Regions from separate parts of the Danio rerio genome. Here region 2 is linked to region 1. A link is a contact called in public Micro-C data. All regions are on one chromosome and are shown on one strand. The core of a region is the stretch at or near the end of the contact, and the rest is flanking DNA. Distances in the headings are between cores, read along the strand shown. Region 1 overlaps arhgap35a (Rho GTPase activating protein 35a). Region 2 overlaps ap2s1 (adaptor related protein complex 2 subunit sigma 1).

Region 1 (3,258 bases), core at 704-3,203:
ATTTTTTTTTTTCTTTCTTTTGTATTTTTAATACTGAGAGTGGTAACCCCCTCTCTCTGACCTGGTCTTGAATCATGCAGTACATCATTGTTGGCCTTTACACCATTCACAAAAAAAAAAAAAAAAAAAAAAAAAAAAAACTTTAAAAATGTTGCCTCATTTTTTAATAATTAAAAAAAAAAACATAAAAAGAAAATCTCCTCTATCACCATTGACTACTGGGCAAAGTGTCAGACCCCCTAACGTACAAATAAACAACCATTCTGAATATAGTTTTGCTCCTTTCTCCTTTAACTTAATCTGTCACCATTGTTGAAAACCAAAAATGAAAATGAACATAGAACAAAATAAAGTGATGCAGCCAAATAGGATTGCTGAACCAATGTCACATTTTAATACACGTTTGTCATATCGCATTTCGTTGTCTCTCCCTGCCTTTTTTTATTTTTCTCAAAGCACAGTCTTTGGCTGCGAAGGACAGTCGGATCTGAAGGAATACACTGAAAATACAGAGAAATGCAGCATTCATACACAAAGTACCAGGGGCGTATAGGCCACACAGCTCCCGATTTCCCAAAATATACCATTACTTTTGCTCTCTGGGGGCAAAAGACATAGTGTTTGAGTAAAAACAGCCAATCAGAAGTCAGAGCAGATGCCGACCTACGTCTAAAAAGGTTCAGGTCGATTGCAGTTAGGATTAACAAGTATCACAGGGAGAGATATGCACAAAAATGAAGTGAAATCTGCTGTGGATACATTCATTGATCTTCATACACGTGATTGTTTCACAGTTTGACAAAATCTGCTTCTCTTGAAAATCACGGCTCACAACAAACAGACTGTTCGATTGAGTTCAAATCAACACAGGTCATAGAAAATGATCCATTACCAATCTGGAGTGAGTAAACTCACGCAATAGAAAGAATAAGTGCTGGGGAATATTGATACAAGCAACCATTTAACGTCTGATTTTTTTTTTTGTTTCTTTCTGCTGCAAAGTGAATTGTGTGTTTTCAAATGCGTCCAGCATTTTCTAGACAAAAACAAAACAAAAATGTAGTATTAGGATGAAAACGAGCTGAATATTGGCATGCAATACCTGCTTTATCCACTGGGTGGTAGTGTTGTCACATTAACTGTCCCGTTTTTGTTTCCCGTTTAAAAACTTGTAGGATTTTATAAACAATGTCACCCTTCGGAGATCAACTCTGAAGTACTGATTTAGTTAGTCTTGACAAAAAGCTACTAGCTGCAAGCTAATAATTAGCATACAATCAGCGCACCACATGCTGTTTTCACACAATAAACTGCCAAATCACACTAGACTGACTGATTCAAACAATCACCAGATTACTGGAATCCACTTCTCAGACATTTTGTGAACTGATGAATGTTGTCTAAACATGTTCAATCAGCGACAACATGCTCTGAGCAACGCCAACAGAGGAATCACACTGAAACTTCGAGAACTAAAGATTGTTGTCATTGGTCAGCGTCTGTTGGCGCGGTGTGAATTGGCCTTAAAGACATTATCTTTCCCCATAAGCCGTTACTTCCATCCCACCTTATATTTCACCAACAGTTTACGTATTCCATCTGAATTGGTACAATGTTTTCTCAAGTGCAACCTTCCTTTACCTTCCAGAACTCGCATTTCATGGTTAATGGTCATATCTCTCCTCTAAATAACCATACACTTTAACCCATCCCTTACAAGTCATAACTCAGCAGAAAAAAATGGCCCACAAGTCTAGCTAGAAAGGGGGGAGCAAAACTTCCTGAAACATGTCATAACAACAACAATACAACTCCCAAATGAACAGACACCGAAGATCCTCGTGGAGCAGGAAATCGAGGGGTTGTGTGGTTGTGAGGACATTCTGCAGTAAAAGAAGCGTTAGTCTTCCAGCATATTCTGGAGGATCGAGTGAGAGGAAAAAAACTTCAAATCCCAGAATGCTGTGCGAAAGCATTCCACACACATATATCCTTCCCAGCAAAACTTGATCCAGTTTGTCAAGTTCTAGTTTCGATTGATTTTTTTTTTTTGGTCTTTCTTTAAAAGGCCGTTACAAGCAAAACAGGATAAATAAGGGGTAGGAATGTGGTCGTGTTGCTGCTTCAAAAAAAAAGAAAAAAAAAGGGTTTTCAAATCATAATTTGATAATGAACAGTGGTCGAAAGCTACGACAACAATCTGGTGAATATATAGACCACCTTGTCTAGAGTGGTCACTCAAATACGAGTTGAGTTTTAGCCCCTTTTGTCCCCAAACTGACTCCGCTGGAGATGTTTGCAAGTCACATGGACCCATAGGAGATCTGGGATTGGGTGAACCACACTTCATGTGCAGCTGTCTGCGTGTTTGAGGAGCGTAAAGGGCCAAGAGCAGAGCGGCGCTGCAATTTACGGAGTAGCATGATGCAGAAAGAGGGCGATGAAGTGTGGTTGACGTAGCTCTTGACCTCTTTCTTTCTTGTTCCTCTACTGCTTTCGCTTGTGATAAGTCTGGCACGGCCGTGCAATCTCGGATATTTCTTCCATTCAATTAATCTCTTTCAGTGCTCCCAAAGTTGTCCTCCTAATCTCCAGGTTCACAGCATGTGTTGTTCTGTAGGGGTGTGATGGGGGTGCAGAGGCGGCAGCAGGCTCTGGATTGGGGATTGAGGGGTTGGTGGTGGAGAATGAGGTGGGGATTGTTGAGCGGGACTAAAGGGCGGGGCTACGGGTTGTATTGAGGCATAACTGGTAGAGTAGGCGGAGCCAGAAGACAAAGTGGCTGTGGGTGAGGCGGGCTGTCCCGGCAGTCCGCTAGGTGTGTCGGCGAAGGGTTGATTGTAGAAGAAGAAAGCACACTGGTGGATAAAGGTCTCGATGATTGTCTGATAGGTGCGCGTGGCCGTCAGAGCATCCATGGTGGTGAAATCCGGCCTCATTAACGTCGGCCAGAAACAGATGGACAGATTCTCGCTGGTCATCAGGTTCAGTCGGCTGTTTAGACTCACCCTGAGGAAAACGAAAAAGAGGAATAATGAGAACGGAAAGTGGTTATGGGAGTGAGTTAGATTGCGAGTTGCTCTCATTCTCACTTGTTCAGGTGAGTGATGACGTATTTGAAGACATCGTAGTTCTCTCGAGGGAACCTGCGGAGCACGTCCTTCATGGTGTGGAGACGATGCTCTCGATCATTGATTTCTGCAGGGGGCCGAGAGGGAACACAGAATGAGACACAAACACATTTATTTTCTTCATGCT
Region 2 (3,743 bases), core at 1,166-3,665, 190 kb after region 1:
TTTTTGAAATTCCCAGAGATGGGTTGCGGCCGGAAGGGCATCTGGTGTGTAAAAATGTGCTGGATAAGTTGGCGGTTCATTCCGCTGTGGCGACCCCAGATAAATAAAGGGACTAAGCCGACAAGAAAATTAATGAATGAACGAATGAATGTTTTTGAAGTTTAAGTTTGTGTAGAACTGCGTTATAGTCAAGAAATATCCCAAAAATTGAGTCATGTTGACAAACATACATTGATTAAGTTAACTTAATTGTTTTTGCAAATTAAAGTGGATTGGAACTAAAGCAATTAATTTTTCTCTCAAAAAACTTAAGAATTGATTTAGCTCAACTAACAAAAATATTTTTGAGTGCAAACACATGTAAAAAATGCACGAAGCAGCAAGTTTTTAGTTGAAAACAGCGGCCCTATATGTGAACTGCTATTAAGAAGTATTGTGGATGTGTTTCAGGTGTATACGGTGGTGGACGAGATGTTTCTAGCAGGAGAGATCAGAGAAACCAGCCAGACGAAGGTGCTCAAGCAGCTCCTCATGCTGCAGTCCCTGGAGTAAACTGTCAATCAGTCAACCAACCAATCAAACAACCACCATTGTGTCAGGCTCCGCCCACCCCGCTGCAGCCAAGCCATATGATTTGTGTGTATGAGTGTTGTCATGCTGAAAATCATCCTCTAACATTTCACCTTTTTCTTTACACTCGCATCCACCTCACAGGATGTTGCCGTTCTGTCCTGCAACTTCATGAATTTTCGAGGCAGATAAGAATTCGTAAAACTTCCTCGGTTATGTGACCTGATTATATCTTGGCATAGCCAGAATTGAATTCTTCAGCGATTTTATAGCACACTAGACTTCAGTGTTTCCGACTGGAAGCCTCTCCAAGCCTGTTCATTAACACTAACATAGATAATAGCGTCATGTGGGCCAAAAAACTGCCATGGCACGAAAGTGACAGTCATAATTGCAAGATTCCGGGGCTGCACTGCAATATCGCAATGAGAAAAACTTGATTTGATGTCCATTTAAGGAAATTCCCATATATGTACTATTAAAAAAAGAATCAAATGTTTAATATGCTGCACTGCAAATAATAAATTTGTTACTGCTTTGTCTTGTTTTCTGGTACAAGTATCCATATTGTTAAAACTCCAAATACGTAAAGGTGATCTTCCTGTTGGTGACTATATCTTTTTTTATACAATTAAGATGTTCATAATGGTGTCACAAAAAGGGTTTCGCAACAACTGTTGGCACTTTTGAGAGTAAAAAAAAAACATACAGGCAAAACCAAATTAACTGACCGTTTCAGTATGGAGATGTCATTAATCCATGAACAGTTCCTGCTTGTCTTAACTATTTCTGAATTGTAAGAGGCGATTCGGTTGTAACTAATGTTAACATGGCTGCTAAAAAAAGTGTCAATATGGACCTTTCTGGATTCTAATAAGATTTGGAAATGAAGATATAAAACAGCAAATACATAAATACCATTGTTATTATTTACATCCCTCAAAATGGTCTACCCACTACTGATTCGGTGAGGTCCTAAGAAGTGAAATTAAAATTTATGTCAAACAAAATACATTATTTTAGATCCACAGCTTTGGCCAATTGTATTCTTTTTGTTTTGCCTATTATTATTATTTTTTTTTTTTCACTCTAAAAAGTAATAATCGGGTTAATCAGCCTAATGGTGAATTTAAAGAAAAATGAAGGAGAAAACAAAATATTTCCTTGCCATACTCTTACTATGCATCTGTTTCTTCTGTTGAACACAAAGGAAGGTATACTGAAGTATGTTGGGAAAAAACATCCATTGACTTCCATAGTCGAAACTAAAATATGTAAATCAATAGTTGTTTTTCTCCCCCAACATTCTTCAAAATATCATCCTTTGTATTCAACAGTAACTTAAACGGGAACAAGTGGATGGTTAAAAGTGTTGTGAGGGTTAAAATTCCAAAATGTTACAACAAAGTCAAATAAAAATATAAATTTACAGCAAGATTTTACTATAAAATCAAACATATAAATGTTTGTATTTACGACAGACTCCCGTTGCTCGCATCAAAAGGATGGGGCGAATATGATTAATGTATTTTTTTCAACGACGACGTTTATTTTTTTGGTTAACTATTACTTAAAATTTCCTTCTCAATGTATGTTTTGGTGTTAGTATCTGGAAAACAAGACAAAAACACAGCAAGCCTGTTCGCAGTGTTAAGTCAAAGTCTGTGAAGGTTGTTTTGTATTGTGTACATATACATTATATATGCATCTATTTGAAACGTAATTGTATGAACTAACTAGTCATTCCAAGCCTCTAAACCGGGTCAGTTTCTGCTCGTTGTAAGTCTTCTGGCTTTGTGGAGAACTGAAGCCGGCGATTAGCGAGCGCTTTAGAGAACCAGGCTGAGTGGAAGAATGAAGCTCGAGGGAAATGACAAAAGATGGTCTACTTTTAATTTCCCCTTTTGTGGCGCTGCTTCCCTCGCGCCAAAAGGCTCTATGGCAACAGCTCAGCCTTGAAAATTCCATTACACTTCGGGTCATACGTTACGATGAGTTTTTGTCTTTATTTTGTACTTGTATGTTTTATATGGTCTTTCTTTTCGTCCCTTCAGCCTTAGTTTGAAATTTGGTAGGTCTACCTATTTGTCCCTGTGAAATTGCAGATTAAACGCTGATTTAAGTGGTGTTTCTCTTGCGTATGTTTCTGTCAGTGTATATATAACCATGAAGGTGAAATAAAACGTACAACTTCAAATGTGTTTGAGTGTATTGAGTTTTTTTTTTTACATGTAAACACTGCCATCTGTCGGACATTGAGGAATGTGTAAATATTTTGAAGAGGTTATCTGTATAATGGTGTACTTCGACTTAATGAATGAAACTAATGTAAAACTAGATGTAGTTAAAACATCTATTCCCAGACAAAAAACTGTTAAATTTCCTTGACTTTCAGGAACATGCCGCGGTTGTGCTTTACATCATTTTATGATTATTTTAGCTTCAATAAAATTTTCTACGAGTCAGTCACTAAAATGAGTTTGTGATGTGCTCCCTCCCAACTTTGATAGCTCAATATTAGTATTACAATTCAGTTTTTCATTTACATTTCAACACCGCACAGCAAAATTTCCAGTGTTATTAAGGTTTCAAATTTTTTGAGTTAAAAAGTGTTATTGGTGATGTTAATTTAAATGACACAAACACCTTCAGAATTGACATATTTGACACTAGAAAAGACCTAGTTTCATTTCTGGTCACTTCACGTTATTAATCAATGGCGGACGGCACAGGAGTGCAGTTTTCAAACAGGTATAAAATTTATTTAACCACAAATATTCAATACATTCCTACATTAACCAGGTTGAGTTCTTACCACTTATCAATTTAAACACACATCAACTAGAGCCAAGAGTTGGTTAGTGGGAAAATAAATGTAAAGTCAAACCTTTAAAAGAGTTTTTATATTTGATTCAGGTTTTGGTATTTGAGAATATGTTATGAGAAATTTGCGGTAATGATTCATTTAACTGGTTGAATTGTTTCCCGTTTACAGTTTGAACTGTCATTGTGTTTTCTGTTGGAGTGGCTAGCCAACATGTGCTTGAAATTATGACAATAAATGAAACACGTTTTAGTTTAACTTAAGTTTAGCATTCTATTATATATCACAGATATTTTTTTATAGTTGACATGAACAGTACAACGCAGCATGACCGCATTACCATTTAACA

What was found. Hi-C and Micro-C count contacts between places; a contact is called where the count stands out from the background.
Region 2: a contact with region 1 is called in a Micro-C map of caudal fin, with 17 times the contacts expected there. The contact joins two enhancer-like sites. A contact is called at or near these places in 9 of 18 Hi-C or Micro-C datasets (caudal fin, embryo, hematopoietic stem cells and 2 more) and 1 of 4 datasets of contacts at active chromatin or transcription factors (caudal fin).

What each region holds. Positions count from the first base shown.
Region 1 is chr15:9,774,273-9,777,530 of GRCz12tu, forward strand. It overlaps arhgap35a (Rho GTPase activating protein 35a), which reads right to left. Exons shown (of 7, transcript XM_001343600.7): 6 at 3,093-3,198; 7 at 1-3,009. The coding sequence ends at 2,598. Among named protein-coding and RNA genes, the nearest start is that of npas1, 89 kb to the left of the region's middle. Within about 2 kb of position 1,954, at least 3 of the 62 cell types and tissues checked have an H3K27ac peak or open chromatin away from gene starts, as enhancers often do. A contact at or near this core is called in caudal fin, where this site is marked.
Region 2 is chr15:9,967,311-9,971,053 of GRCz12tu, forward strand. It overlaps ap2s1 (adaptor related protein complex 2 subunit sigma 1), which reads left to right. Exons shown (of 5, transcript NM_213155.2): 5 at 451-2,771. The coding sequence ends at 552. Among named protein-coding and RNA genes, the nearest start is that of ap2s1, 31 kb to the left of the region's middle. Within about 2 kb of position 2,416, at least 10 of the 62 cell types and tissues checked have an H3K27ac peak or open chromatin away from gene starts, as enhancers often do. A contact at or near this core is called in caudal fin, where this site is marked.